Linked DNA regions of Mus musculus: regions 1, 2, 3, 5, 6 and 7 are each linked to region 4. The links are chromatin contacts, called in public HiChIP or PLAC-seq, Micro-C and promoter capture Hi-C maps. All regions are on one chromosome and are shown on one strand. Each heading gives the region's core, a stretch centred on a gene start, on an enhancer-like site or on the middle of the called end of the contact. The rest is flanking DNA. Distances are from core to core; before and after follow the strand shown.

The links. Promoter capture Hi-C pulls out the DNA fragments that hold promoters and counts their contacts. Hi-C and Micro-C count contacts between places; a contact is called where the count stands out from the background. HiChIP or PLAC-seq counts read pairs in DNA pulled down with a chosen protein or histone mark. Capture Hi-C pulls out chosen DNA fragments and counts their contacts.
Region 1: a promoter capture Hi-C map of liver shows a contact between it and region 4, with 2.2 times the contacts expected there. The contact joins the enhancer-like site here to the promoter of Tmem44 in region 4. A contact is called at or near these places in 10 of 39 promoter capture datasets (3T3-L1-derived adipocytes, the C10 cell line, the HPC-7 cell line and 6 more), 2 of 484 Hi-C or Micro-C datasets (bone marrow-derived macrophages and embryonic stem cells), 10 of 115 datasets of contacts at active chromatin or transcription factors (the 230-238 cell line, embryonic forebrain, embryonic stem cells and 2 more) and 2 of 9 other capture datasets (adipose tissue and embryonic stem cells).
Region 2: a contact with region 4 is called in a promoter capture Hi-C map of liver. The contact joins the promoter of Cpn2 here to the promoter of Tmem44 in region 4. A contact is called at or near these places in 13 of 39 promoter capture datasets (the 3T3-L1 cell line, 3T3-L1-derived adipocytes, the C10 cell line and 7 more), 5 of 15 datasets of contacts at CTCF or cohesin (the NIH/3T3 cell line, embryonic stem cells, large pre-B cells and 2 more), 33 of 484 Hi-C or Micro-C datasets (B cells, the C2C12 cell line, CD4 T cells and 20 more), 9 of 115 datasets of contacts at active chromatin or transcription factors (embryonic stem cells, extraembryonic endoderm stem cells, fetal liver and 3 more) and 2 of 9 other capture datasets (adipose tissue and liver).
Region 3: a contact with region 4 is called in a FOXA1 HiChIP or PLAC-seq map of pancreatic cancer cells. The contact joins the promoter of 9030404E10Rik here to the promoter of Tmem44 in region 4. A contact is called at or near these places in 1 of 115 datasets of contacts at active chromatin or transcription factors (pancreatic cancer cells) and 1 of 9 other capture datasets (pancreatic islet).
Region 5: a promoter capture Hi-C map of trophoblast stem cells shows a contact between it and region 4, with 3 times the contacts expected there. The contact joins the enhancer-like site here to the promoter of Tmem44 in region 4. A contact is called at or near these places in 5 of 39 promoter capture datasets (embryonic stem cells, liver, pre-B cells and 2 more), 1 of 484 Hi-C or Micro-C datasets (embryonic stem cells), 3 of 115 datasets of contacts at active chromatin or transcription factors (embryonic stem cells and stem cell-derived neural progenitor cells) and 2 of 9 other capture datasets (embryonic stem cells and pancreatic islet).
Region 6: a contact with region 4 is called in a Micro-C map of embryonic stem cells, with 2.4 times the contacts expected there. The contact joins the enhancer-like site here to the promoter of Tmem44 in region 4. A contact is called at or near these places in 7 of 39 promoter capture datasets (embryonic stem cells, liver, pre-B cells and 1 more), 5 of 484 Hi-C or Micro-C datasets (bone marrow-derived macrophages and embryonic stem cells), 9 of 115 datasets of contacts at active chromatin or transcription factors (embryonic stem cells, extraembryonic endoderm stem cells, pancreatic cancer cells and 1 more) and 1 of 9 other capture datasets (embryonic stem cells).
Region 7: a FOXA1 HiChIP or PLAC-seq map of pancreatic cancer cells shows a contact between it and region 4. The contact joins the enhancer-like site here to the promoter of Tmem44 in region 4. A contact is called at or near these places in 7 of 39 promoter capture datasets (the 3T3-L1 cell line, 3T3-L1-derived adipocytes, embryonic stem cells and 3 more), 1 of 15 datasets of contacts at CTCF or cohesin (the NIH/3T3 cell line), 1 of 484 Hi-C or Micro-C datasets (the STO cell line) and 2 of 115 datasets of contacts at active chromatin or transcription factors (pancreatic cancer cells and stem cell-derived neural progenitor cells).

Annotation. Positions count from the first base shown.
Region 1 is chr16:30,957,870-30,961,534 of GRCm38.p6, forward strand. All of the region lies in intron 3 of Xxylt1 (xyloside xylosyltransferase 1), which reads right to left. Among named protein-coding and RNA genes, the nearest start is that of Gm46565, 6.9 kb to the left of the region's middle. Within about 2 kb of position 2,027, at least 16 of the 459 cell types and tissues checked have an H3K27ac peak or open chromatin away from gene starts, as enhancers often do. A contact at or near this core is called in liver, where this site is marked.
Region 2 is chr16:30,265,381-30,269,536 of GRCm38.p6, forward strand. Cpn2 (carboxypeptidase N, polypeptide 2) reads right to left here and starts at 2,152. Exons shown (of 2, transcript NM_027904.3): 1 at 2,077-2,152. It overlaps Lrrc15 (leucine rich repeat containing 15), which reads right to left. Exons shown (of 2, transcript NM_028973.2): 2 at 3,922-4,156.
Region 3 is chr16:30,037,106-30,040,948 of GRCm38.p6, forward strand. 9030404E10Rik (RIKEN cDNA 9030404E10 gene) reads right to left here and starts at 2,374. Exons shown (of 4, transcript NR_045878.1): 1 at 2,176-2,374; 2 at 1,382-1,522.
Region 4 is chr16:30,549,232-30,553,067 of GRCm38.p6, forward strand. Tmem44 (transmembrane protein 44) reads right to left here and starts at 1,347. Exons shown (of 11, transcript NM_001384248.1): 1 at 1,132-1,347. The coding sequence starts at 1,268.
Region 5 is chr16:30,877,220-30,880,847 of GRCm38.p6, forward strand. No RefSeq gene overlaps it. Among named protein-coding and RNA genes, the nearest start is that of Gm25375, 10 kb to the right of the region's middle. Within about 2 kb of position 1,817, at least 4 of the 459 cell types and tissues checked have an H3K27ac peak or open chromatin away from gene starts, as enhancers often do. A contact at or near this core is called in trophoblast stem cells, where this site is marked.
Region 6 is chr16:30,938,749-30,942,730 of GRCm38.p6, forward strand. All of the region lies in intron 1 of Gm46565 (a long non-coding RNA gene), which reads right to left. Among named protein-coding and RNA genes, the nearest start is that of Gm46565, 12 kb to the right of the region's middle. Within about 2 kb of position 1,378, at least 30 of the 459 cell types and tissues checked have an H3K27ac peak or open chromatin away from gene starts, as enhancers often do. A contact at or near this core is called in embryonic stem cells, where this site is marked.
Region 7 is chr16:30,235,046-30,238,767 of GRCm38.p6, forward strand. No RefSeq gene overlaps it. Among named protein-coding and RNA genes, the nearest start is that of Gm33330, 16 kb to the right of the region's middle. Within about 2 kb of position 1,491, at least 118 of the 459 cell types and tissues checked have an H3K27ac peak or open chromatin away from gene starts, as enhancers often do. A contact at or near this core is called in the STO cell line, liver and pancreatic cancer cells, where this site is marked.

The sequences.
Region 1 (3,665 bases), core at 777-3,276, 410 kb after region 4:
GCTCTCACATCCTCCACAACCCCAGGGTGACCATGTTGATGAGGTCATCACTGTCACTGCCACTGTGTTAGGGTCTGTAGAGATGGCAGGTAGGTCCCGGAATCTTGTGCTCTGTGAGATGGCCCATCACCACAGAGCTAGGAAAACACTTCCCCGGGGAGACTGTGTAACTTGTCTCAACTCACACAGCTGGTGAGAAGCAGAGACGAAACCTAGGCCTTTGGCCCAAAGTTCACGTCCTCCGGACGGCAGCAACGTGGAACTCCCCACCCTGTCTTTATGGTCTTGAAGAGGACGTGACACAGTGTGGGAAGAGTTGAATGATGGATGGCAAAGCCATAGGCAGCCAAACTCAGACTGATCCCAACACTCTCCCCTTTAGAACAAGCTTCATTCACGACCCTGAGCCTAGCATTTCTGAGGGGCTAGGTACAGGCTGGGGTCCAGAGATAGCGCTCAGCAGATGCCTGCAGGTTAGGGTGAAAAGCAGCTGTAAGTGGGACTATGGCATTTAGGAGGGGACGCCACCTCAATTTAGACATTTCTCCAGCAGATTTGGAAAAGCCAACCTAGGCTCTTGAGGTGTAACAGCTGGAGGGAAGGAAACATCTGGAAACCTCCCTGTGACTGACATGCTTAGAGAGCTGGCCATTCTGCTTTCTAGCATTTGAAGCATCAAGATCTTGGGTGTTACAGCATCTGGGGTATGGGGTCCCCAAACCTGTGCTCAAAGACAAGGCTCAGCAGCAGTGCCTGGGACGGGCAGGGTGAGCCTGGGTCCTCAGGTAAATTGCCTCACACTGTTCACAGGATAGGACATAGGTAAAGGGTCAGTTGTGGTCAAAAGCAAACCAGACCCCAGCATGCATGACCTGCACCAGGTCCATTCTTGGTTCTGACACATGAGCCCAGTAAGGAGACAGACAAGCGCTCTTTGTGGTCTCACATGTCAGAAAGGCAGCCGACAGTTTGATCTTGGTAAGGGAAAGCAAGCTCGTGGGACACCAACCAATGGAGCACACAGGCCCATTGTTAGAGTCTGGTCAGGAATGGGCTAAGATGAGCAGGAGCTTTGATCTGGCACCTGCCTGCTGATAAAAGCTTGGCAAAGATAAGCTCTGAGAGCAAGCTGAGATGCTGTGGCCCTCCAGGCCACACAACCTGCCATGATGGGTCGCCAACGTGTCAACACGATACCACTCGACCCTACTGTCAGGTGGTTAATTTCAGGGTCAGGTTACAAGCCAGCTACCTCTTCCAAAGGTGGGAACATGACATTTAGCAGGGAGGAAGAGAGTTCTATGGAGACTCCATCCTGCCCACTGCTTCCTCCCTTCTCTTGCAGAAGACCCCAGAGAGATCAGGGTCTGGTGGGAGGGACAGGGTCCTCAGGTGATTCTACCCCATGTAGGCTCCCCAGATGACAGGAACCTGGGAAGAAAGAAAGGACTATGAAGAAGGTAGGGGTGAGTCTGTGCAGCCTTTTGTGTCGGGTGGCAGCAGAGAGCAGGCCGAGGTAAGGCTGCTGAGCCACTACCCTGAGTAATCTACCCACCATGGAGAAGTCTCTGGTCCTCCAGCAAGGAGTTTACAGTTAGGGGGTCAGGTGTATATGGGGTATACCCTTGCTTGGAAGCATCCAGACCTTCCCTCTCTTATCAAAAGTGACCATAAGAAGGCCTGGAAGATGAAGAGAGAACATTTCCAGGTGGAAACTAAAACCCGGGTGGCTCCCTGGGAACACACTGCCCAGCACCCAGCAGGGCACCATGCAGAAATGGCACCAGGCAGAGACGGACAGCACCAAGCAGGGACAGCACCAGGCAGAAACATTCTATAACAAAGAGCTAGGAAGAGCCAGATTGGGGCATCAGCACATTTTGATATATCATGGACAAAAAGGGGCGGGGAAACTAGAAATGCAAGCAGACACAGCCTGAAAGGAAACTGAACCTCCCTGAGCACAGAATGGCCTTCTGTGTGCCCTGGTCAAAGTGCTCCTCCCTCTATCCGGACTGAAGGCAGCACACAGAGGACTTTGGATCCGCTGGTTTCCCCGGCCTCCACGGCAGCTTTACAGGCACGAAGAGAGAACGGAACAGGGTTGGGGCAAGCCGAGTTCTTGCGTGGGAGTCGGTGGCACCACACTCCCTGTGTGCCATGAAGGCAGGGTTGGGGTGGACTGCACAGCCCTCTCCTATGCTCCCGGGACACCGAGGTCTTTGGTCCATTAGAGGAGGCTTCTGATCTTTGCAGTTACCTTTCTCTGACTTCCTCAGATTCCACAGGCTAATGTTCCAAGGAATGGCACCTGAATTCCAATTCTTCTGCAATTTCTGAATTTGGTCAACACACCTGAGGCCAAGGGACCTGGGGACCAGGATATCTATAGCCACTGCTGTCATGTCACTGGCTCTGGGGGCAGACCTAAGAACCACTCTGAATCAGCTCAGTATGCAGCCTCACAGGGGCCTGGGCTGGCTATGTATGTCCCAGGGTCTCTGGATGAATCCAGGCATGTGGTCCTGAGCCCTGATCTTCCAGAAGTTTCTCGGGCAAGCTGCCCATGCTCACAGCCATCCGCTCTGCTCTGTGTGGTCTCGCTCCACTCCCCATGATCACCTGGGTGCCATAACAGCAGGGGTTAGGTTTTTCCTTCTCATTGGACATAGTCTTCAACTGGAAACCAGCCTCGCACAGATGGTCCACTGTAAATAATGAGTGCTTCCAAAAGTCAGTGAGGCCTGTTGGAAAAAGTGCAAATGAAGCCCCTTCAAGCCCTTTCTTCCTGATGGTACATCCCTGGAAGGGGTAGGATGGACGCACACCTGCCCTTATTTGGAGGCCCTCGTAGGAAATGTGGGTTACAAACACCAGCTGTTTGTAGGCCAGTAACTGAGTCAGCAAACTCCATATCCCTAATATGGAAGACAGCATGAGGCAAGGTTGAGCCTTCAGCTTCCCAGGCTAAAAAGGCCCATGAGTACGGGTGGACCAGTCCTCAGGGGCAGAACCAGGCTACCTGAGAGGAGGAAGGGACTCCACGGGAATAGAGACCCAGCAGACCTTGTAAGAGGCACAAATTACAGTGCTTTCCTTGAGGCTCTCCTCATCTGAAATGGCGAGTCCTGACCCTCCTGCCTCCCCTCGCAAAACCAGCCTCCGCTCAGCCTCACTGGCCAGCATGTTCTGCAGACGTATGGTCTGTGTCCCTGGCTCAGCCTAGGAGGATAAGAAAAGTTCCTAGGGCAGGGGGCTATTTGTAATAGGACTAGAGGGCAGAGGGATCAGGACCACTACCCATCCACACAGCAGGGACAGAGCAGACCACACTCAGATTAGGGATTGGTGCGCTTTTGCCTTCAGCTTGGGAGGGAGGGTCATACAGGGCACTGGGGAGCTGTTGCTGTAAGAGCCAAGCTTTCAAGAGACTTTCTTCTGCCACCACCTGCAAAGAGGACCTTTCACTTTCCCTCCATGTCCCTGAACTCTGAGGTCATCAGCTGACTATGTCCTAATAGCAAAGTAGGCACACCAGGCAGGCCACGCAACAGAAACTCAGCCAGCTGCGACTGCGGTGTTAAATGTCGGATGGTGGCATGGAGCTGCCTGTGCCGGCTGTGAGGAAGAACACCCTCAACGCTGCCCTGGCTTCTGCTAGTGTC
Region 2 (4,156 bases), core at 902-3,401, 280 kb before region 4:
AACGAACACAGCAGCGCCCCATGCTCCAGCAAGTGAGGGGCACCTGGCCTTTCCTCCATTCTGAAATGTGTGTGTTATTCATCTGTTTCGGTTGACTGACGGCAACAGCCTTCATCCTCTCCAAATCCTCCCTTGGTGGTACATTCCTATGTGCCCCCAAGCTGTTCCACCTGTCAACCATCACAGAGCCAAGCCCCCCTCCCTTCCCAGGGTGCTAGGAGCCCAAGTTCTGACCCCAGTGTGCCTGGTGCCACCTGCATTGGGATCCACCTCACAGGCAGGCTGGATACCACTACTTGTTCCGAGGTCCCTGGGAAACAAGAAGAAGAACGTCTGGGCTGTGCCCCTGGCTGATCCTCAGACCTGACCTCATTTCCTCTAAGTCAGCAAAATTAATCAAAGGGCTGAAGGCCACAGGAAGTGTAGATTGGCACCTTGCACAGGCCCTCCCTGACACCCCACCCCACCTCCAGGCCTACTTGAGACCCAGGCAGTAGAGCAAACACTGAGGCTCTGCCTCTGCATTGGCTAATCCAGAACCGCGCTGACTACACAGTCTTGACACCTAAAGCATAGATTTACTGTTGCTAGTGTGGCCCTGAAAGGAAACCAAAGCAACAAACTATCAAGGAGGAGGCTTGGCAGCGGATATGATCAAGATGATCATGATATATTGGTCACATGCATGAAATTGACAAAGAATAAATAAAAATTTCTATTTTTAAAAAAGCGTTTCAGGGCATCCTTTCCTTGGACTCCCCTCTCACTCTTGGTTCTTTCTTACTTTTCCTTAATAAATCTACGTTGGCTCTGCTTTTAAAATACGTACACATTTTAAAATATTTTAACATAATAAACACGAGCCTATTTTAAGATGAAGAAGAAAGCTATTTTCTAAGACGTAGGTTAACAGTATAAAACACTAGGCACAGGTAGGTCCCAGGGCTCCCATCCCCACCCCATAAGCTGTGAGGCTTGACCCCACCCACAGACAACAATTCCAGAGCCCTGCAGCAGCACTCCTTGTCTGTAGTGCGTTGCCAAGGACCGGGGGCTTGGCTCTTTGCTGTGTTGGTTTTATGGGAAAGCTGGCACTGTGACATAAGAAGGTGGGACTAGATACTACCACTTTCCAGCTCGGCCATGCCTCCAGCCCCTTGGTGATGCTGCGGTATGTCTCTGCCTACTGCTCCCTCCCACTGCCTGCTCCTATTCTACCCACCCTCCCAGAACAGTAGGAGTCTCCAGCAAGCCTTCCTGGACTGTCCCTCCTTCACCTGGCAGGTCACTGGTGTTCTTTGCTAAGCACGGGGTCCTTCTGCTCTGTGTTCTAGTAGATTGTATCCCGACTGAGACCCCAGGGGTCAGGCCCCTGCTGCAGTATTTTGGCTCTGCATCCCAGCACCTGGGCCAGGGCTGGCCAAACAGATGGCACCAAGCTGAAGGAACGGAATGCCTGTGGCTCTCCATGACCGCTCCTCTTCTCTTAATGGAGAAGCACTATGGCTCTGTTGGAATAGCCAGCTCTGCGTTCAAATCCAGACACTGTACTTACTAGCTGTGTGGGCTCCAAGGATTCCCCTTTGCCATCTATCAAAGCCTTAATTTCCTTACCCTGATTAGAACCTGAGCCCTTAAGGTTAAAATTAGTCCCCAATTAGACGGTGCATTTAAAGTACTGCATGGTGCTTGACAAATAGCAAACATTCAATTTAGTTCTAGGATGAATGTGAACATTATCATCTAAGTCTGACACTCTGGGAATGAAGAGACAGCAGCACTAATTATGTCAGACAATAGGCACCAACCAGGGTGGATCATGGCCTGTGACCACTCTGCCTGCCACCGTTCACACCTGGCTCCCCTGAAAGCCAGGCCAGGCCACCCTCCACCTTAAGTTCTTCCTGGCCTTTCTCAGCCAAGGCTAGCTGATCCACTCAAGGGCTTCCCCTTGCAGGTAAGGGGACTCAGTTACTTGTTCCCAGAGCAACAAGTCCCTTTCCAGTGTCCCAGCCAGGACCCTAAGCCAGATGTCCCCAAATCCCCACAGACCCAGGAGTAAGGCAGGTGGCCTACCGTGAGGGGCTGGGCAGGTGGGGCCAGAAGCCCTGGTTTTTCCTCGGAAACAGAGGAGAATTTCATGTGCTCTGTGCTCAGTTAAATCCAGCCCCAGCGCTGACCAAAGTCCTGAGAAGGGTTCCTCCCCTCATGGGGATCGACTGTTCCCGGAATGTCACCAAGGTCACTTGGGCAAGGCCTATAAAGATTACAAAATGACCTGAATGGTTCCCATAGACAGATGCCTAATCCAACTGAGACTGTAGGTTTGGCAGATCTGGGACCCCAAGTATCCACTAGCCCATTAAAAGTATCTCCAGAATAAAAACAAAAAGTGTCTCCTGGCTACACTGAGATGAGAGTCATTTCCTTGTGAACATAAGTGTGGGCTAAGAGGCCACCCAGCTACCTGCTCAGCACTCAATCCTGCCACTAAGACGAAACTTAGAACTTACCAGTCTCTTGTGTTTGCTGATTTGTTTGTTTAATGAACTTTCTCTTTTTGGCATATATATTGTGTATATGTGTACATGAGTGTGTGTGTGTGTGTGTGTGTGTGTGTGTGTGTGTGTGTGAACAGAGCATGTGTGATCATGAGTTGGGGATGTGTATGTTTGTGAAGTGAGCATGTGAGAATATGAATGAAATGGTGAAGTGGGGTATGTGTGTGTGCGTGTGTGTGTTGAACATGTGATAGTAAATGGAGTTGTGTGTGCATGCATACATACACTCATATATGTTCTATATAATAAAAATGAGAGTAACTTTGTGTGGTTGGTATGGTTGAGTAAGGAATGTTTTGTGTGTACATGTGTGTATGATTATATATGAGTGTTCAGATGATATGAGGTATATGGCATGAAGGGATGACCGAGAGAAGCAGTGTAACTCTCCAGTGCCGGGAGTCTGTCATCCAAGTGATCTGAGGCTGTTTAACCATCGTTCACCTTTAGAAAGATTGCTAGGACATATGACTTCTTTTGCACATGATCAGATGACACCCCACCCTGCAAAGGTCTGACTGACTAATAGGAGGCATTTTCTTTCAGTACAAATAAAAGAAAGAGGGAGACAACCAGGAATCTAGTGTACCCAGATCCGCCCCATGTGGTGCCTGGCCTGTCAATGGCAGGATGGTGGCCTCAAGGAACAGCAGGGCATGGGACCTGCATTTCCTGGGAGACTCACACCCATGTTTGAGAACAGCTCTATACCCTGTGGGTGCAGGGCCTTGGCTCCTCAAGGAACACACCATGTCCTATTTGTCAAGATGTCAGGGCAAACAAGAGGAATCTGGCTGCCAGACCATGGTTTGAATTCTGGCGTTTGATCTCTACAAATCGTTGTGTTCTCTCCCATAGGCGGCATCGGGGGAGTGTGTGTGTGTGTGTGTGTGTGTGTGTGTCTGTCTGTCTGTCTGTCTGTCTGTCTCCGACCATCCATCCATGTGTGTTCAAGTGTCCAGAGTGCAGACATGTGCACATATGTGTATGCACTGTGGAGGGATGTTTGCATAAAGAGATTCAAAGATTCCTGTAGGAAATAAGCATCCAGCTTCAAGCCCTCTCCCCATTCTCTGGAATTCCAGAAGCCTGTCTCAGTAGACTCTGGGGGATTATGGGAGGAAGGCCAGATCACAAAGTGACTCTGGGAAATTCATTTTGAGTTCACATTTTCATTTGTCAGTCCTGCCAAACCTATTCTTAAAGTCCCCACCAGCCACATTTTCCCCCAAAGGCCTGTTCTCCACCCAAATTCAACTGTGAGGAGCCATCCATCCAGGTTGCTCATAATCTAGGCGACAAGGGTGAGGTGCACAGGCAGGAGACCCACACACCAAGACGTCCACAGAGAACACACTCGCCCTTTGTATACCGTTTATTGTTGATCCTGTACACCAAATCTGTTACAAGCCGCATCTAGCAAAGGACAGATTCCCCTAAACCTGCCCAGCAGGGCTCACATTCTACAGAACCCTGGGAGCCTAGAAATCTCTAAATGCACTGCCAAGCAACTGGGACTACTTGCGGAGACTGTCTAGTAAGTCAAGCATGATTGTTCTAGAAGGCAGAGCAAAGACAGTGGGAGGCAAGAACAA
Region 3 (3,843 bases), core at 1,124-3,623, 510 kb before region 4:
TTTGTTTTGTTTTGTTTTGTTTTGTTTTCTGAGACACAGCTTCTCTGTTTAGCCTTGACTGTCCTGGAACTCACTCTATAGACCAGGCTGGCTCCAAACTCAGAGAACCGACTGCCTCTGCTGCCCAAGTACTGGACTAAAGTCATGTGCCACCACACCCAGCTTAGCATGATCTTAAAATTCTCAAGAAGTAGAATATGAAGCCACCAATAAACCTCAGCCATGAGACTCCATGAGGAGTTTGAAGGAATACGCCTCTCAAATAAATTAACAGTACAATAAACATAATAGTACCTTGCATACGAAAGGCTCCGATGAAGGGCCAGACCTAAAGTAAACCAGACAGTGATCGCCACAGAACTAACCCAGGACAACCACTCTCATTGGATTTAACAGTCAAGGTGTGGTGGATTCACTGATCAAGCTGTGGTACCATCTGCAAATGTGCTATGGTTCTGCTGGTTCCCGTGAGACCCTGGGGCTCAGGTGTGCTGCCTTCCCCCCTCTTAAAAACTACAGAGCCTTTGCTTGTGTTGCCCTCCGTCTAGGAGGGTCTGCTTGGGCCGCATTCACTCCGACAGAAGCTATTACGTCTTCCTCAGGGAAGTCCTACGCTCGCTGCACTTTGTTGGAGTTCTTCTGAACTTCAGGGGGACCTCTTCAAGTTGTTCCTAAGCAGAGAATATATTTCACAAGCCTCAAGCCTTCCTTACAGTGCTGTTTAGCAAATGTCCGTCAATTGAATGACCCACTAGCTGGATGAAATACCTTTGCAATGATAAACTGCTTCATTCCGGGCCTCAAAGCATCCCTCGTGTAGGAAAGAATAAATCTTCGTTTTCAGATGAAAATGAGCTACAGGCTCCCTCCTACCGGCTCCCTCATGCTCAGTGTGTCAAGTTTCAGTCCACAAAAGCCCTCCTTAGGCTTTAATGTGTCCACAGTTTTCCTGGAGAGCTTGGTAAGTAAGAGGCAGATTCCTACTTACCTAGAGTTAGGCCCAAGAGCTACACTTCTAGCAAATTCTCAGGGACCACCCATTTGCTGCTGAGGCAAGAACCTCCCTTCAGTTTAACTACCTAACAGGTGTCTGAGGAAAAAGAAAATGCTGGATTAGTTGGGGTATGTGGTTGCAGCTGGACCCTTTGGGACTGTAGCAAAGACAGGTGGACAGTAGTATGCTGATTTTACTGAAGGGGGAAACATGATCAGAAAGACTAAAATGACCTTTCCATGGCATCCATCCTTCTGACCTCAGTCCAGACGCATCCTGATTGTACTGCGATGCATGCTGGGAGATTCAGAGGGGAAGGCTCCAGGTCTTATCCTCAGAAAGATGCGGAGTGCAAAGCATGGGCAACCAGGGTCTACAAACACAAACCTGAATAGGAGAGGAGCCAGGAGTCCAGAGGTGAGCGAGCGTATGGCAGCCACCTCTCACAGAAAACTCGGCCGTGTCTTTCTTTTCTACCTATGGCCCAATTAGACTGGAGATGGGGGTCGTCTTTGATCAGCCTAGTCCCTTTAAAAGAAAGCAGGGAAAACGGTGGCTTTAGGATTTTTCTTTAAAGCCCTGAACCTCTTCAGTGGAAAGTGCTGCCCTTCCGACCTGTTGATGTAATTGCCGTAATTGAAGATTCCAGACCCCATGTGGGTGGACAGGGCCCCATTCATCCATCAGGTCAGCGAAGTGTAAACCTGCTGAGTCCTTCAGATGCCCTGGCCGCAGCCTCCCCCTCCTGCGCCCTCCTGTGCCCTCCTGCCCCCTCCTGCCCCCTCCTGCCCCCACGGACTAGGCTCCCCACAATGCCAGAGCAGCCGGGCCCAGGCTGGTTCCTCTCTAGATGTGGGAACAGTGCCTAATTAAGGGGTTTGTTCTCATCTCCATGGGGCCATCTTAACGCCTCCTGACAGTAATGAGAGACACACACACACACACACACACACACACGTGTGGAGCTGGGGGGGGCGGGGAGGGGGGGGAGAGGGAAGGATGGCTTCCCTGCCACCTTAGCACCCTGTTAAACAGCAAGCCTAACACACACACACACACACACACACACACACACACACACACACTGCAGTTCTGCAGTAATCACCATCAAACCTTTATAGCTACAAGGAGTCCTCTCCAGTTCTGAAAGAGGAAGGAGCCAGGGAGAAGAAATAACTTACCCAGAGGGCGCATAGCAAGTCACTGTCACTGGGTCCCAGGTGTTCTGCTGCACCTCACAGCACTGACTTCCTCATGGAGGGAGGGGCTCTGCACTGCAGTCCCAGGAGAGCCCATTAGAGGGTGGGGGAGGAGCAGACAGGCTCATTCTCTAGAGCCACCTTGTCAGAGGGCCATGCCCGTGTCAAAGCAGAATGGCCCTCCGTGGGCTGGTTCTGCAAAGGCACGTGACAAAACCAACCTCAGAATGGGCCACTCCCTGCAGCCGCGGGCCTCGCCTCATCCTCCTGCATCTTCTTTGCATTCCTGTCTAGCTTCCTACTCCTTCCCCTTTTCTCACAACCCCTTATTCTGACAGCCCACCCGCACCTAAACAAGTAGGGTTCTTTGCTTTGTTTTGTTTTTTTAGCTCTCGGCTTCTCCACTACGGTGTGCCCTCCAGCCAGCAGCACACACAATTTGCTCTCAGTTAACAGACATCCAGTATGATAAAAGTCTAGCTGATGCTCTCTCCAACCAATTCAAAGTCACATTAGTCCATTTTTCTGAACACAGTTCTTACAGAGAAGGCCGAGGGAAGACCTGTGTTCCAGGTAGGACAGACATGCTGAAATTAACATGGGCTAAATTTCAGATCGCCTGGCCTGCTAAAGACAGTGAGTCAGGTACAATGCCACTCTCCTGTGGTCCCAGCCATCCAGAAGGCCCTTCACAACTCTGTAGAGAGGACACTTGAGCTCCCTAGTGCATACCAGAGGAAGACTGGAATGAATTTCTCCCAGCTTTCTCCCCTTGAGAGTGGATTGTATTTACCCCACCACCACCACCCCCCTCCACCCCCCACCCTGCTGACTAAGGGGCTCTGGGAAGCAGTCACTGCCCTTGGTTCCTCTGGTGTCACCAGAATGGAGTGGTTCCTTATTGTCTGTTCCCTAGTGGATTCCTGGAATAAGTCACCTGCTCAGGGACTTGTCCCTCACTGGCCCTTCACTTCCACCACCAATCAGAATGGTCTCTTGCTGGTTGCTATTCACCAGGGTTTCTAGAAGCAGCCCTCTAATTCTATGTGTGCAGTTGTTTGAATAGGGAGACTCACAACTGCTGGGCAGAAGATCAGAGGCCTAAGACTCCTATGATACATGGGGGACACTGCACTCCCCGACTCAGCCGTTATTTGGAAGTTTGCTTTGTGATAGGTGAAGCCCACTCTCAGTCACTGTAATGAAGAACAGTAGCTATGGGATTCCTCGATTCCACAAGGCCAGGCAAGGCATGCGCCTCTGATGCTAAAGTGCAAATACGGCCAAAATGAAAAAGAGCAGCATCCCAGAACAGAACCAGTGACAGTTTAACAGCCAGAGCAGAACTCTCTGTACGTGGCCGGTTTCTGCAACAGCTTGTAATGGGCTGAGTACTGTGCCATCCACTGTGCGGGTACAGGACTGTGACTGTTCAGTGAGAGAGCCAGGATTTAGCATGTGTGAGGCCTTGGGTTTGCCCCCCCAACACAGAAAGGAAAGACCTGTGGCTTTCTGTTGACCCAATCAGATATTAAAAGTCTTAATTTGTTATTTCAACTGTGTTTAAAGAAATAATGGCGCCGGGCAGTGATGGCGCACGCCTTTAATCCCAGCACTTTGGAGGCAGAGGCAGGAGGATTTCTGAGTTCG
Region 4 (3,836 bases), core at 97-2,596:
GCAAAAGTCGGCCATTCTAAGCACACTAGTTCACTTCTGTAAGCCATGGTTTCCAGGGGTGAGCATGCCTACCTGTGTTGGCTGCATAGGATGGCTACGGAACAAAGGAGACCATGCATGCAGAGCCCTCTACCTCAGAGAGCTCAATCCCTGATGCCTACCTGAGTCACAGGCAGGATTATTATTCACTCAGGAAGCAGGCTCCTCATCCGATTGATAACAGCACCTGCCTTAGGGACAGGGGCAGGCGAGGAGCAAGAGGACGAAGAAATGTAACTCAGGCCCAGAGTGTCTGTCCTGGACTCCAGTCTCTAGGCAATGGACTGCTGACTCTCTGAACCACTACAGACAGTCTTGAGGGGGTTGTCCACCGAGCGCTAAGGTGAGCCAGTTGCAGGAGTCGGGATAGAGGGATGCTGTACACTCTCCCCCGCCTGGGTATACTTGGGTGGCACCACCCTGGAAACTGTCTCTGGGTTTCTGTGCGTGGGGACAGGGTGGCTGAAGACCTGGAGGCTATGCTCTCACAGAACCCAGGCTACAGGGATTGCCTGGCCAAACCACCGGGAGACAGACAAAAGCAAAAACTGTGGCCAGAGTCAGATAACCACTGCCTCACCTCTTGGCATAAAGAGCTTTGGATAAATTAAAAGTAGAAAACATCGAGGGACTTGCTAGGGTCCCTAAGGGTGGGTGGTAGAGCCAGAGCGGTAATGGTGTTTAATGAGCACGTATTAAGTCCTTTGCCTGCTATGCCTTATTTAATCCTCACATTCATTTTATGAGGCATATCCTCATTCACAGGAGACCCAAAGGCTTACACTTGCTCCCCTCACACCGCCAACAACCAGGAAAAGGCTGACAATAGAAGCTGTTCCAAGCCCGCATCCACTGCACCACCCAGCCTCCTGCTGCCGGCTCGCAGCCCAGCTTCCCCGGTGCGCGGAGTCCAGAAAGGACTCCACTTCAGTCCACATAGCAATGTCAGATCCGAACTCGGACTTGAGCTACCTGCAGGACGCCCCCTGTACGCCCCTTCCCCCTAGGCTTCCTAGAGGAGCCGAGGCGAGTGACGCCCAGTCGCCCCCGCGGGTGGCCCGCCACCCCTCGCGCGGGTCCCGTCCCCATTACAGCGTGTGGGCAGCGATCCAGCAGCAGGCGGCGCAGATCCACAGGCCGAAGGAGATGCAGACGCGGCGGCGGGCGAAGCAGCGCTCCAGGTAGTCCCAGTTCAAGAGCGGGGGCGCGGCGCTAGCCCCCTCCTCCATGGCACGGCCGAGCCTCCGCCGACCCCGGGGAAAGTTCCCGGACCGCGCGGCTCCCCAGCCTCGCCTATTGTGGGGCTCTGCGGGGTGCAGGCTGCCCCCTAGCGGTAGAGCCGCGCGCGGCCGCTGCACAAAGGAGGGCCCCGCCAGCACCCAGTCCCTTTGCGGGTTCGCCCGGTTCCAAAGCCAGACAATACTCTGGCGCGGACCAGCGCTAGTGGGGGGATGGAGGGAACCCCGAGGAGCGTTGTCCCTGGTTGAAAAGATGCAGCACAAAAGTGTGGGGTGGGGGACGGATGGGGTACACATCGCCTCTGCTTCCTCCTTCCCCTCTGCTGAAGCTGTCAAGGGCACGCCTTGCGCCACCCCGGCCAGAAAGGGGTTAAACTTGAAATGTGCCGCTCCCATCCAACCACGGTGCCGCACAATTCAGGTACATGGATGGTTTTTCGCTAAAGGAAACCATTAGAATATTTTCAAATTGTCTTCGATTTCAGTAAGTTTGCTTAGAGCACAGCTTGACGGTGGCTTCACTGTTTATTTACTTTTGAGGCAGGGTTTTGCCACGTGGTCCAGGCTAACCTGGAGTTCACTGTGTAGCCCTGGTGGGCCGCCAACTCAAAGACTCTTCCCGCTTCAGCCTCCCAGGTACTGGGACTGTGCAACAGCCATCCACCTTGATGTCTACTGCAAAGAAAACGCTGTGGTCTAAATGATCACACGCACTCCAATTCCATATATTTAAACTTAGCCACAAAGCCAGGAGTGGTGGTGCACACTTTTAATCCTGGCACTGGGAGGCAGAGGCAAGAGGATCTCTAGGTTCAAGGCCAGCCTGGTCTACAGAGTGAGTTCTAGGACGGCCAAGGCTACACAGAGAAACCCTGGCTACTCGGGGGTGGAGTGGGGTGGGGTGGGGTGGGGAGGGGTAGGGTGGGTGTGTAAGGGAGAAACATAACCACCAACTTGGTAGTATCACGAGGGGCGAAAGTGTTTGCTGCCAAGCCTGAAGACCTGGGTTCAATCTAATCTTCCATCTAATGGAAGAGAGGAAATAACTGACCACACATATTGTCTGAACTCCACACTTGAATGCACACATACAAACACACACAGGCATGCACACACACAGACACACATAGGCACATATGTGCAGCTGTCAGTGCATGACGGTGTAGCCATATCTACTACATCCCCTCTGCCGTCACGGACTGGAATTCACCCTCTGCTCCCTGGAGCTGGGACTTGGAGCAGAGAACTGAACCTATCTTTAAAATGTTCCTACTTGCCTGGCAGTGGTGGCACATGCCTTTAATCCCAGCACTTGGGAGGCAGAGGCAGGCGGATTTCTGAGTTCGAGGCCAGCCTGGTCTACAGAGTGAGTTCCAGGACAGCCAGAGCTACACAGAGAAACCTGTCTTGAAAAACAAAAACAAAAACAAAAAAGTTCCTACTTAAAATCCAGACAATGGCACCTCCCTTTGTCCTCCTGTGACACTAGAAACCCTGAAGTTCAAGCAGTGACACAAACCACCAATGGAAGTTAATCTTATTGTCATCCTAAGGAAGTCGGGCTCTAAGACAGGGAAGAAAACTCAGCTGATGTGATGGGAGGAAGACCATGGCTCAGCTTCTTGTTCCCTCCCTCCCTCCCTCCCTCCCTCCCTCCCTCCCTCCCTCCCTGCCTCCCTCCCTCCTTCCCTCCCTCTTGGGCTGTCTCTCTTTCTCCTATGTGCTCATCTCTCTCTCCCTCCCTCCCCTGCCCCCTCTGTGGGTGTGTCACTATGTGACCCAGGCAAACCTGGAACTCCCTATATAAGTCAAGCTAGCCTTGAGCTCAGAGTTCTGCCTGTCTCTGCCTCCAATGCTAAGATTAAAGATGTGTGCCACGTTTGCCAGGCAGCGATGGCACATTCCTTTAATCCCAGCACTCTGGACGCAGGGGCAGGTGGATCTTTGAGTTCCAGGTCAGCCTGGTCTACATTGCAAGTTTTAGGACAGTCAGGGCTACACAAAGAACCCTGTCTCAAAAAACAAAACAAGAAAGCCCCAAACATACAAACACTCAAAAGATGTCCTCCACCACACCCCAGCTTACTTTTAGCTTGCTTTTTTGAGGCAAGGTGTTACTATGTAGCCCAGGCTGGGCTGGCTCTTGCATGTGGTAGGACTCTGAGTGGGTTTGTAACTGCTGCTGATCTAGCTCTTTGTTGCACAGGCTTTCCGTTTCTTCCTGATTCAATCTTAGCAGGTTGCATTGTCTAGCTTGTCTTATCCATCTCTATTCTTTAGACTCACGTGCTCAGCTGGCTACTTGCTGCTTCCGCTTGTGTCTAACTGAACTGGTCAAAAGCCAAACTCCAGTTTTCCCTCCCTAAATTCCAGCATTTGGTGTCAGTCGAGGGTAAAAACTGTCACCTGCAGCCAGGAGACTGTCAGACTCCAGAGCCACAGACAGCCGGAGGAGAGCACCTCTGAATGCTTGGACCAACAGTAGTATTCTACCATCGTCCCCTGCCTGGAAGCTCCCCCAGTTTCCTTTTCCAGGCCACTGAGAGCCCAGCAGCTTAG
Region 5 (3,628 bases), core at 567-3,066, 330 kb after region 4:
AAAATTGTGGAGCTGGTTTTTCGCTCACACATCTCAGGATTCACAATTTCTTAAAAAATTTTAACAGTTTCTCAAATTTTTATTTAAGGATTCTAGAAAATTACAAAGAAAGTAAAATAAAAGCAATACCACTATCTAGAAGAATAAAAATTATAGCTTATTTAGAATTTATTTTTTTAAAGCAAAGCAGCAGATTAGGTTGGCACCTGTATGTCCTCTTCTTCAGCTCTTTCCACTCTGTCTCTAGAGACAAGCACTTTCTAGATCAAACGTATGGCTAGTTCATGTTTTCAAGCTTCTATCGTATTAGTTTCATAGAACTGGGATTTTAAGTTATTTTTAAACTTGTCGACTCTTGCATGACCTTTTCCTGGAGACATGAACAAATGTGTATTTACCCCAGATAGGGTACTGTTAGGTCTCAGGAAGTGTGTATATGTCCAGAAATGAGTGTCTCAACTCAAGCTGGACTATAGATGGTGTGGTGATTTGAATAGGAATGGCCCCCATAGACGTGTATTTGAATGCTTGGCCCATAGGAAGTGGCACTATTAGGAGGTGTGGCCTTGTGGGAGGAAGTGTGTCACTGTGGGGGCGGGCTTTGGGGGGGTCTCCTATGTTCAAGTCACTTTGGCTTCCTGCTGCCTGCAGATCCAGATGTAGACGTCTATCTCCTTCTCCAGCACCACGTCTGCTTGTGTACCACTGTGTTTCCCACCATGAGGATAATGGACTAAACCGCTAAACTGTAAGCCAGCCCCAATTAAATGGTTTCCTTTATAAGAGTTGCCATAGTCGTGGTGACTCTTCACAGCCACAGAAACTCTAACACAGAAGTATTGCTAAAAATGTCTATTGTTGCATGCAGTTTTAAAAGCACTCAACCTCGGGCTGGAGAGGTGACTCAGTGGTTAAGAGCATTGACTCCTCTTCCTGAGGTCCTGAGTTCAATTCTCAGCAACCACATGGTGGCTCACAACCATCTGTAATGGGATCTGATGCCCTTTTCTGGTGTGTCTGAAGACAGCTACAGAATGCTCATATACATAAAATAAATAAAATCTTTAAAAATCTTAAAAACAAAAATACAAAAAACATGCCACCTCCTTTGCCGGGAACATGACCATCTCGCTACCAGTCCTTCCCTGCTCCCTCTTGCCTCTTTCTGGCTTAGCTCCAGGATCAGTGCCATCAGCACTCTTTCCTACCCACCTTTGTTCCTGGAGGGGTCATGTTACCAGTTCACTCCTGAGACCCTTGAATCCTCAGATAAAAGATACACACACACACACACACACACACACACACACACACACACACACACACTGTGTTACCTTTAGAACTTGCCTCTAGGCACAATTGCTGGGCGCAGATACCTCCTGCCCGAAAATTTGTGCCCTTATCAATTTATTATCTCTGTCTCTCCCTCTGCCCTAAACTTAGTGGCTTGCATCAGCTAGACCCCACCCCACACATTCAACACCCATAGCGGAGGCTGCAGGCCCTAGCTGCCCCAAGACCTGACATGACTGCTGCTTTCTTCTTGTTCTAAAGCATGATAGAAAAGTCCCCCTCTCTTTCCCTGCATCACCTTTTCCTCTTGGGACCTGGAAGTCCCACTTGAACCTTCTGTCTAGCAATTGTACACACACACACACACACACACACACACACACACACACCAGCCTTCTTTATTGACAAGTCAAGAACCAATTGGGAAACGAGACCTTAGTGACAGAACCTCCCCTTATTGTCTACAACCAGCATCCTCCAGGAATGTGTGAAATGGGTTCCTGCCTGCCAGAAAGGGACACATGACTCTCCATTGACACATCCCTGTGGTTTGTATATCAAAGCTCATGCTGGCCTGCAGGTTCCCTCAGTCCCTATTCAAAAGCACCCATTCTGTATCTCCTCTACCCTAACTATCCAGTCCCTCCCCACAGCTACTCATCCTCTTTATAACCATCCACCCCCACCTCCCCCACTCCACCCCTGCTTCCCTAGGGCTGGGCATGTCTGCTTCCTTTTCTCTCTGCTCTGGACTCTTCCAGATGCCTTTGGATGTTTTTTTCTCTCTTATCCACAATAAAACAAAACAAAAACAAACAAACAAACAAAAAACCCTACCTTCTCTCTAACCGCAAAGCAGTCATTTTGGTTGGTGGTTTCTTTACTGCACCCTCAAATGCAGGCACCAACTGGCAGATTTAAAAAAAAATTAGTTTGATAGGTGATACAAAGATTGTGGTATCACTCAAAGGCACATCCTAGCAAGGATGACAACTGACAAAAGCTACATCCCTGGTATTCCCTGGCCACCTTGTAGGCAGCTCCACTGAAGGGTGACACCTGCTCTCCTGCAATTGTTTGCCACTTATAACCTTAGAAGGGGGTGTGTACATCTTGTAAGCATCCCAAGCCTTGCCTCATTAACTTCCTAAGTCTTAGCAGCCTTCCTTCATTGGGTAGTGCTTTAATCCCAAGAAACTAGCTAAAGAATGCAAGAAACGTCATTCCGGTAGGGCAGAAGTTGTCCCTAGCAAGCTCTGGAGCTTTGCTGGGTAATCAATAATTGGATGGCCAGGCAAGTGAAGATTGCACCAACCAGGAAGGACCCCCCCCCCCCCAGCAGCCCGAAACAAACTCAAAAACAAAACTTCCCTGTTAGCTTCTGATATGGAAGTCCCTGATCCTCTCTGTAGCCACCTTGTTGGGAAGGAAAACAGAGCCATCTGCCTGGTTGGAATTTTTTTAAGATTGTGTGTGTGTGTGTGTGTGTGTGTGTGTGTGTGTGTGTGTATTGCCTGAGCATGAGCAAGCAAGTCCCTTTGGGGGCCAGAAGAGGGCATCAGATCCCTAGAAACTGGAGTGACAAGCAGTTGCAAGGCACCTGACATGGGCACTGGGAACTGAGTCCACAACATCTAAATGTGCTGCAAGCACTCTTAACCACTGAGTCATCCCTTGAGCCCCTGGAAACTTTTTGGCATGCTGGATCTGATTGGATACTCTTTACTGCCACCAGTTGCCCACAAGAACGTCCCAACCACACCAGGGCAGGCACTATCCTGGCATCTTCTTAGTGCTGGAATGGGTAGAGATGGTTTCTAATTTGTGTTTCAATTTGCCTGACTATCAATAACAAAGGTGTCCATATACATTTTGGCCCCTCAAATTTCTATTTCATTTGCTTTATAGTAATTCAAGAAATGAAACTGCAGATTTAAATACTTGCATATACACTGCAAACTATGTTTGCCTCGTGATCATATATATAAAGTGATTGACACCCCGCGCCATGTCCTGCTGCCTACCCATCTCCCTGCTCAGTGTAGGCTGTGATCTCGGTCTCTGTGATCTCTTACCTAATAGCCTACGGCCACAGGCCTGGTAGTAATCCTCCACACACGATGGATTAATGACAAGGAACAAGTTCTTCCCCAGCTCCACCCCCCGCCCACCCCAGGGTTACAAGGTCCAATTCAAAGAAGTAAAATAGATGCTTAACAATGGCTTCAACTACTTCCCCCAGTCCTTGGCTCACCATCAGAGTGTGTTTGGTGAGTGGTATGGTCTCCCAGGCCCTGACTTCATTTGTGAGTGAGAGCCCCACTCTACAGCCTTC
Region 6 (3,982 bases), core at 128-2,627, 390 kb after region 4:
ACTGAGGTTGGCACACGCAGGGATAGCTTAGCAAATCAGACTCCATTTGACTTAAGCAATACACATTGTTTTCCCAGCAAATCACTTAGCAACCTTGGATAAGCTGCATGCATACCCCTCTCCCAAGGCAATCTGGTTCCTCAAAGCGATGGGTCCCTGGCACTGTTAGTCACTTCCACTTTGTGGTCTACAATGTCTGACTGAGAATTAGGCAGAGTGAATGGGAAGAAAACTGTGTTCTTAAAATAAACTTTTAGGTGAAAAATCTTATTTATCACCTAATGTCTATGCATAATTGGATGTGCAAATGATTAAAAACAGACGCATTGTGGGAAAGGACATTTACAGTAAACAAAGGCTTACATAACTCAAGCCTGTCAATCAAACCAGGAAACTACCTGTCCCTTGTCCCTTGTCCCTTGTCCCTTGCCCCTTAGCAACTAACTCTTCCTCCTCTTCGTAGACCAATAAAAGAAATCCCCAAATGGTCACGTAGTGCTGGCGAGTACTCGCTCAGAGCCCACTCTCTCCTGGGGTATGTGGCCTATACATTGCTTCTGCACAAAAATTCTGCTTGCTACTTACTATTCATGGTGCGTGCATGAGTGTTTTCAGTTCTTTCAACAAGACACCAAGAACCTGGAAACATCTGGCCCCAACTGTACCGCCACCACGTGGACATAAATCTAACCTCAAGCAGTAAGCACAAGCTACAGTAAATATCTACACATGGGTAAGTTTCCAATATTACCTTTGCTTCAAAGTTGAACTGAGGGCAAGGTCTGAGGAAGCGGCTCCGTGCAGAACAGTTGCCTAGGATGCAAGCCCCAGCACAACATATGGAAAAGATGTGAAGAGACTTAATTGAAGATTTGTGCAATTTAATTTTTAATGATGTCGTATTTAATAAAGAGACGACAAAATCCCTGGGAAAGACACATTTGTCCCTGACAAGAGAACACCCGGGGCCACACACGGGAAGGCTCTTCTCCACTGGGGGCAGGAGTTGAAAGGCCACAGTAATACAGTGACAGTCACCCACAGTAAATCCACTCTGCGCAGAAAGGTCAGGCTGGCAAGCTATGTCTAAAGGGTACAGATTAAAATCCTATTGCATTCATGGTCCCCAAATAATTTCAATTTTAGTACTTTTGCAGAGTCCACAGTATTAGCCCAGCCCTCCCTCCTGCTTAAACCACAGTCCTCTGGGCTCTACTGAACCCCTCTTTTGTTTCTGTTAACTAAAGGTCAGCACAGAGGTCAGAGGAAATAGCATCTATCCTGGAAACAAAGACTTGCAGTTCCTGTGCATTGAATCAGCAGGACCAAGAATACTGCAGATGCCGGGGGAGGGCTTTTGTTTTGTTTTGTTGTTTAAACTGGGGATTTCCAAAGCAGATGTTTTTGTAAGTCACACATTGGCCGGGCATGGGCAGAAATCCTACATTGTAAACTCCTCTGAGGATGGGTTAACCAGCACATTCCAGCTGTCAGATGTTAAGAGCCAAGGCCACTGACCCAAGGCTCCTAATTCAGCAGTTCGTGTTAGCAGATGTTTGCTGCCTCCTTAGAAAGTCTTAGCCTGGGTACGTTCCTCTCACATCCTCTACAAGGGTCTCATCCTCAGATCAGCAGATCTATGTGTTGGGAGGCCCAGGGCCCTGGGGACTGCTGTTGCTGCTGCTGCTTCTTCTTCTTCTTCTTCTTCTTCTTCTTCTTCTTCTTCTTCTTCTTCTTCTTCTTCTTCTTCTCCTTCTCCTTCTCCTTCTCCTTCTCCTTCTCCTTCTCCTTCTCCTTCTCCTTCTCCTTCTCCTTCTCCTTCTCCTCCTCCTCCTCCTCCTCCTCCTCCTCCTTCTTCTCATTATTATTATTATTATTATTATTATTATTATTATTATTATTATTATTATTATTATATTATTATTTACACTCTCTGGTTAGGAACGTTAATCAGTCCTGAAACTTTAAATACCAGTGACTTCTTTTATCTAAATATTTAGTGTAAATAGTTTTATTTAAGTCAAAGAGCGAGGCAGGAGGAAGAGTGGGAGAGAGGGGGGAAGGGAGGGGGAGGTGGAAAGAGGGGGAAGAGAAGGAATAGTTGCAATACTCAGATTAGCCAGTAGAGGGTATCAGTTCCCCTGGAGCTGGGGTTCCAGGCAGTTGTGATCCGCTGGATGTGAGTGTTGGAACAGAATTCAGGTCCTCTTCAAGAGTGGTACATACTTAGCCTCTGAGCCTTTTCTCTAGCCCCTTAATAAGGAATTTATATTATCTATTAATTAACTACTATAGAAAATAAGATATTTTAATTATTCATTTATTTGTGTTTGTGTATGTGCACATGTGTATGTACATGTATGTGTGTTGTGCATGTGTGAATGTGTGTAGATGTGTGTATGTGCCATTGTATACATGCAGAGAACAGAGGACAACTTGCCAATGTTGGTTCTCTACATCCACCATGTAGGTCCTGGGGATAGCACACAGGTCATCGACCTTGGTGTCAAAGGCCTTTATCCACTAAGCCATTAATTTTTTAAAAATTAACTAAAAAAATCTATAATAGCATTTTATTGATATGATTATGTTAATATCTTTCACTCATAGCGAACATCTTTTATTTTTATTTCACTAGAGTTAATGATTTTGGTTTGCTTAGCTTTCTCTTACCATCTGGCTAGGTCAACCCATATCCTTAAAGTCTGTCACCGAAGGTTTTGCAGGGTTGAACTCATCACTAAACTTTGCCAGTTCTGTTCTCCTCCAGGACTGCCATGCCCAGCCTCCTCCCCCTCCCTCTCCAGCCTTCAGTTCCTTTTGACTGCCTGGGCACCCCCTTCAGTCCTCGGTGGTCTCCTGCCTCCTGGGCGCCCCCTTTAGTCCGAGATGGTCTCCCACCTCCTGGCCCTCATACATTCTTTGGTTTCCTTCCTCATGGGAGCAGTTTTCCTCCAGAAGTTTCCCTGAGATAGCTAGCTAATGGGAAGCCAATATCCTGGCATTTTTGTCTCTGAAGATGTCTCTAGTCTCTGTTCACATTCCATGCTCTAATAGATATTCAATATCCTCTCTCTGATAGTCTTGTATTTCACATTGATTTCACGCATGTCATCGTTCACTGGACAAGACACGTATGGCCTCCAGTCTTGGAACCTTCTTGTTATTATTTCTTTGGTAATCACTTTCCAACTTTCTCGTGTTTCTTTCTCTACAATTCCCATTGGGCAGAATTTGGGACATCTCTTTTTGCCTGGTTTTCTACCTGTGAGTGCCTTTTGGGAGCCAGGAGGGTTTCCTTAAATATATCACCCGATCATGCTTGCCTTCTGCCCATGGGATTTCCCAGCTTAGCTTTTGTTTCTAATTCCTGGGAACCTTTCATGGGTATGCCTATTCTTTATAATTAGATCGCCTTCTAATCTTCTTGAGGAAGCGGTTCATTTGACATTTTCTTTTCCGTCGTGCATTTCACTTGAGTGAGTTCTCCTCTGACTGTTTGGATCCCTGTCTTCTGTGTGGAAGGCTTTCCTTGGGCATCTGATGAACCATGGCTATCCCGCTATGGCCAAATGCTAACAGGAAACCTGGCTGCACAGATGGCAGGAGACTTGTGGACCTCTTTGTAGGATGCTCGGTGGGGTCCACTGGTATTTTCACTTAGACCTTCAAATGGCAATCACTACAGGTTTTCCTGGGCAGTTCAGTATCTACAGAAAGTACAAGGGTGCTTCAAAATACCTGTCAGGATAAGAGCCTGGCAGCAGTCCTCAAGTCGGGCAGCATGGGCGGGACAGCCCTGGTCTTCAGCGTTCATACTGTGCTAGCTCCTTGCTTAGTCTGGCTTCCCCATCCTACCCGGCTCTCCAACCTTCCAGGCTCATCTTCTTCAGAGAAGAAAGTCCCAGTCCCCAGCATGACAGGGAGAGCACACTCACTGGTGGGAGCCTGGGTGGGGCTGACTTTCGGTACACATTGTTAC
Region 7 (3,722 bases), core at 241-2,740, 310 kb before region 4:
CCCAAATTTTCCTGTCTATCCTCTAGCCCCACCTGAGAGCCCCATTCAGGGCCCCATTAGAGGGAGCAGGACTCGTTCTGACACAGCATATCTATACTTCCCCCATCAAGTCCCCCAGCCCTCCCCCTTATGTCTGATGAGTGATTCCCCTCTGAACCCGTAGGCCTGTTTTCTGCCCACAGCCCAGGCCCAGTCTCTGACACCCTGGGCTCTGTGATGATATTGCTCATTTGGATTCTAGGAGGGACGGCTGCTCTTCAAATTAAACTAGTTCCCTCTGGACCCCTGCCACCACTGCCTCGCTGCTAGGAAGTGTCCACTGGCCCTAGGGAGAGCTTTGAACAATTCTGTAGAAACGTGGAACCTGCCAGGAATCAGCTATGTGGCTCGAGGGGGTCCCTTCTAACCTCTTTGGCCTCAGTTTCCCCTGGACTGGAGTGGCTCCTGCCAACTGCCTGGGAATAAGGACCTGAATCTAGGTAGGTAGCAGAGGCTTCAAAGAAGGAAACCAAGCCCTGGAAATGAGAGCTGGGGTCAGGAAAGAAGCACACAGTCTCTCCAATTGCCCTTCCTCTTCTGTCCCCTCAGAAGTAGGCTCTGAAGAAGCTGGCAGGGCAAGGCAGCCATCAGACCAGGGATGGGCAAGCTTCTTTTACTCACATGGCTTGTCTCCAGATGAGGCCTCGCACCAGGGAAGGCAGAATATCAAACAGATGGGAAAGTGGGTGGGATGAAATATGAAGTGGATTATTTATGATAAAGGTCACTGCCTGTGGGGAAAGCCCCCCTGGGCGGGGGTGATGTATCCAGCTAGCTAAGAAGCTAAACAAGGGACTCTCCTTTCCAGAATAAAGCCTCATCCTTAAAAATAGAACACCCCCCCCCACACACACACACACACAGAGCCATTAAAACTCAGAAGCAACTCTCTGCTCCCTACCCCCATAGACGTCGAAAGTCCCTTACAAACGGCCCTGCTTTATGTGTCACAAAGTCAGAGGCAAACCCTGTGTATGAAAACGTTTATTATGAAGACCCACAGAGCTCAACTAAGGGCAGAAAGAAGAGAGAAAGAAACCATGAGAGAGAATGACAGGAGCTGGATTCTGGAGCTGATCAGCAGGTCCCTTGGCTTGGGGAACTTGCCGGGATCCTCGGAAAGAGACAAGGAACCCAGTGAGGTGACGTTGGGACAGGCAGAGAGTGTCAGGGAGCAGCCGCAGGGGTGAACCCGAGTCCCGAAGGAGGCAGAGAACAAAGTGGAGTAAAGGAACCTGTGCCGAGTGGTTGCAGGCGTTCCCCCAACACCAGCACATCTAACGTCAGGCGCGACTAGGCAGCCGCCAGCATTAATTAGGTACAGATGCAGGCACAGGGCAAGCCTCGGCCAGGAGCCGCTCCCGGAGGCGCGCCCCCCAGGCGCAGCCGCCACCTCCGCAGCCCGGACCAGCAGCCGCCCGGAGCGCGGAGTTTTCCCCGTGGCGCCACAGCGCCCCCTCATGGTAGTCTCAGGCAGAGCGGCTTCAGAGAACGGCAGACTCTCAGCCTGGAAGCCAGTACCTTCAGTACATCTCATACTCATTCGGAGTGTTTAAAAATCCTGATGCCTCCACGTTGGCATCCCGTGTTTATTAAATTTGAATATGAGAGCTTGACTTAGGCACCAGGGCTTCAAAAACTCTCTGCAGGAATTTCCAGTCCTTAGTCAAGTTCAGAATCAGCTGTCCTAAAGCGGTAGTTTTGAACTTGATGGGTATTGAAACAACCTCGGAGACAGCGTAAGGACAGATTGCTGGTCGATACCCCAGAGTTTCTGATCCCATGGATCTGTGGTTGGGTCTTGTGAGTCAGCTTTTCATTTCCCAGGGTATAAACAGGACTGGCAGGGATTGAGCACTGACTGGGAGATCGCTAGAAATTCAGGCTTAAAGGCCACCTTCCACCGGCTTAATCACAATCTGTTTGGCACACACGAACGAATCCTCTGATATCAAGGCTGAGAAGTGTTATTTTAAGCACTCTTTGGTCAGATTTCACACAGCAGATTTCTCACCCTCCCCAAGAGTGCTGAATCAGAGGGCAGGATAGGATGTCCCACATCCAATTATCTTGCATCCCGGATGGGAGAAACTGAGACCCAGAGGATGAAAGGATGCCCCAGAACCTGGGTTCCGGGGTGACCTATCATCCCCTGTGGGCTTTGATCTGTCTCCTCCACAAGTCAGGCAGCCAACTGTCAAGAGATACTACTGCCTGGTCTCTGCTCTGTGTCATAGGAGGGGCCGAAGAAGCAAGCAGAGAAAGAGGAAAATGGCAGCAGAGGTTGGGAGGACCTGTCAGCTTCTGACCCTCAGTGCTGAGACTCTCGGCAATCACCTGCTCGTAATTATCTGTCTGAATTCTCAGGAGCGGATTAGAAGCCTATATTATGAACTGACGAAAAGTCTGTAGCACTGTCCCCAACGTGGGTCTAGAAGCAGCACATGGTGGTCTCCATCTTCTTTGTTGATGTCGTCCAGTTATTTGGCAAAGCACTGAGTGGCCGGTGAGGTTGTTCAGGCCTAGGGACAATACTGACTGCAAATAGAAATTTGAGGAGTGCATGATGAGAACTTTTGGTGGCCATTATTTGTTTATGTTTCTATTTTAATTGTTTTACTTATACACTTTTCATCCTGCTCACTGCCTCCTTCCCGGGCACTTCCTCCCATAATCCCCTTCCCTTTCTCCTCTGAGTTGGTAGGGTGCCCTAGGTATCCACCAACCTGGCACATCAAGTCTCTGTGAAGCTAGGTGCATCCTCTCCCACCCAGAAAAGACAGGGTGGTCATTATTCTTGTGGGTATACAGAGACATGTAATAGTCCTGTTTTGACCATAGTTTAGAGTCCATGTAAGAAGCTAAATAAACACATAAATACATGAGAAATAACATCACATGTCTGGAGAGTTCAGTGTTCACAAAGGAACAGGTATGGTTGAGGGGAAGGCGTTTATTGTAGATGTGAGGGAGAGAACAGCAAGAGGCATCTGGGAGAGTCCAGAGCAGGGAGAGAATATGGTGCACTGAACATAGCCAGCAGACAATGGCCATGGGAGGAGTGGGGGATGGGGAAGAGAAGAGAGGCAGGCAAAGGAGACTGAGAGAGAGAAGACCAAGAGTGGAGCAGGCAAAGAGAGCACCAAGAAAGCATGGTCAAAATGGTGGAGGCTGTACAGGAATGGGAAGCTAGGGAACGGGGTGGAGAGCTTTAGGGTAGGGGACGGGGTGAGAAGAACAGAGAGGAGCCCCAGGTACTGAGGGAGACTTGCACTCATCTCTACATGCTTTGTTCTCTTGGTTGCTCTCTGTCTCTGCTTCTCCCTCTTCCTCCCCCCACCCCCTCCCGCACCCTCACTCCTCTCATGGCCCAGATCTGTGGTTAAAGTATTCCTCATGGTCTGTGCCCACTTAACTATTTTGGATGACCATATTTAACATTCTCTATTCATTTCCATTTTCTCCAAAAAAAGCTCTGAGCAAATAATTATTTTTTTAAGAATTTATTTTATGTGTGAGTGTGCATGGTGTGTGTGTGTGTGTGTGTGTGTGTGTGTGTGTGTGTGTGTACTTTCCCCACACTGTGTAGGTGCATCACATGCATGCTAGGTACTTGCAGAAGGCATCAGATCCGCTGGAACTGGAGTTACAGGCAGCTAGTTTGGAGCCATCACACAGGTGCC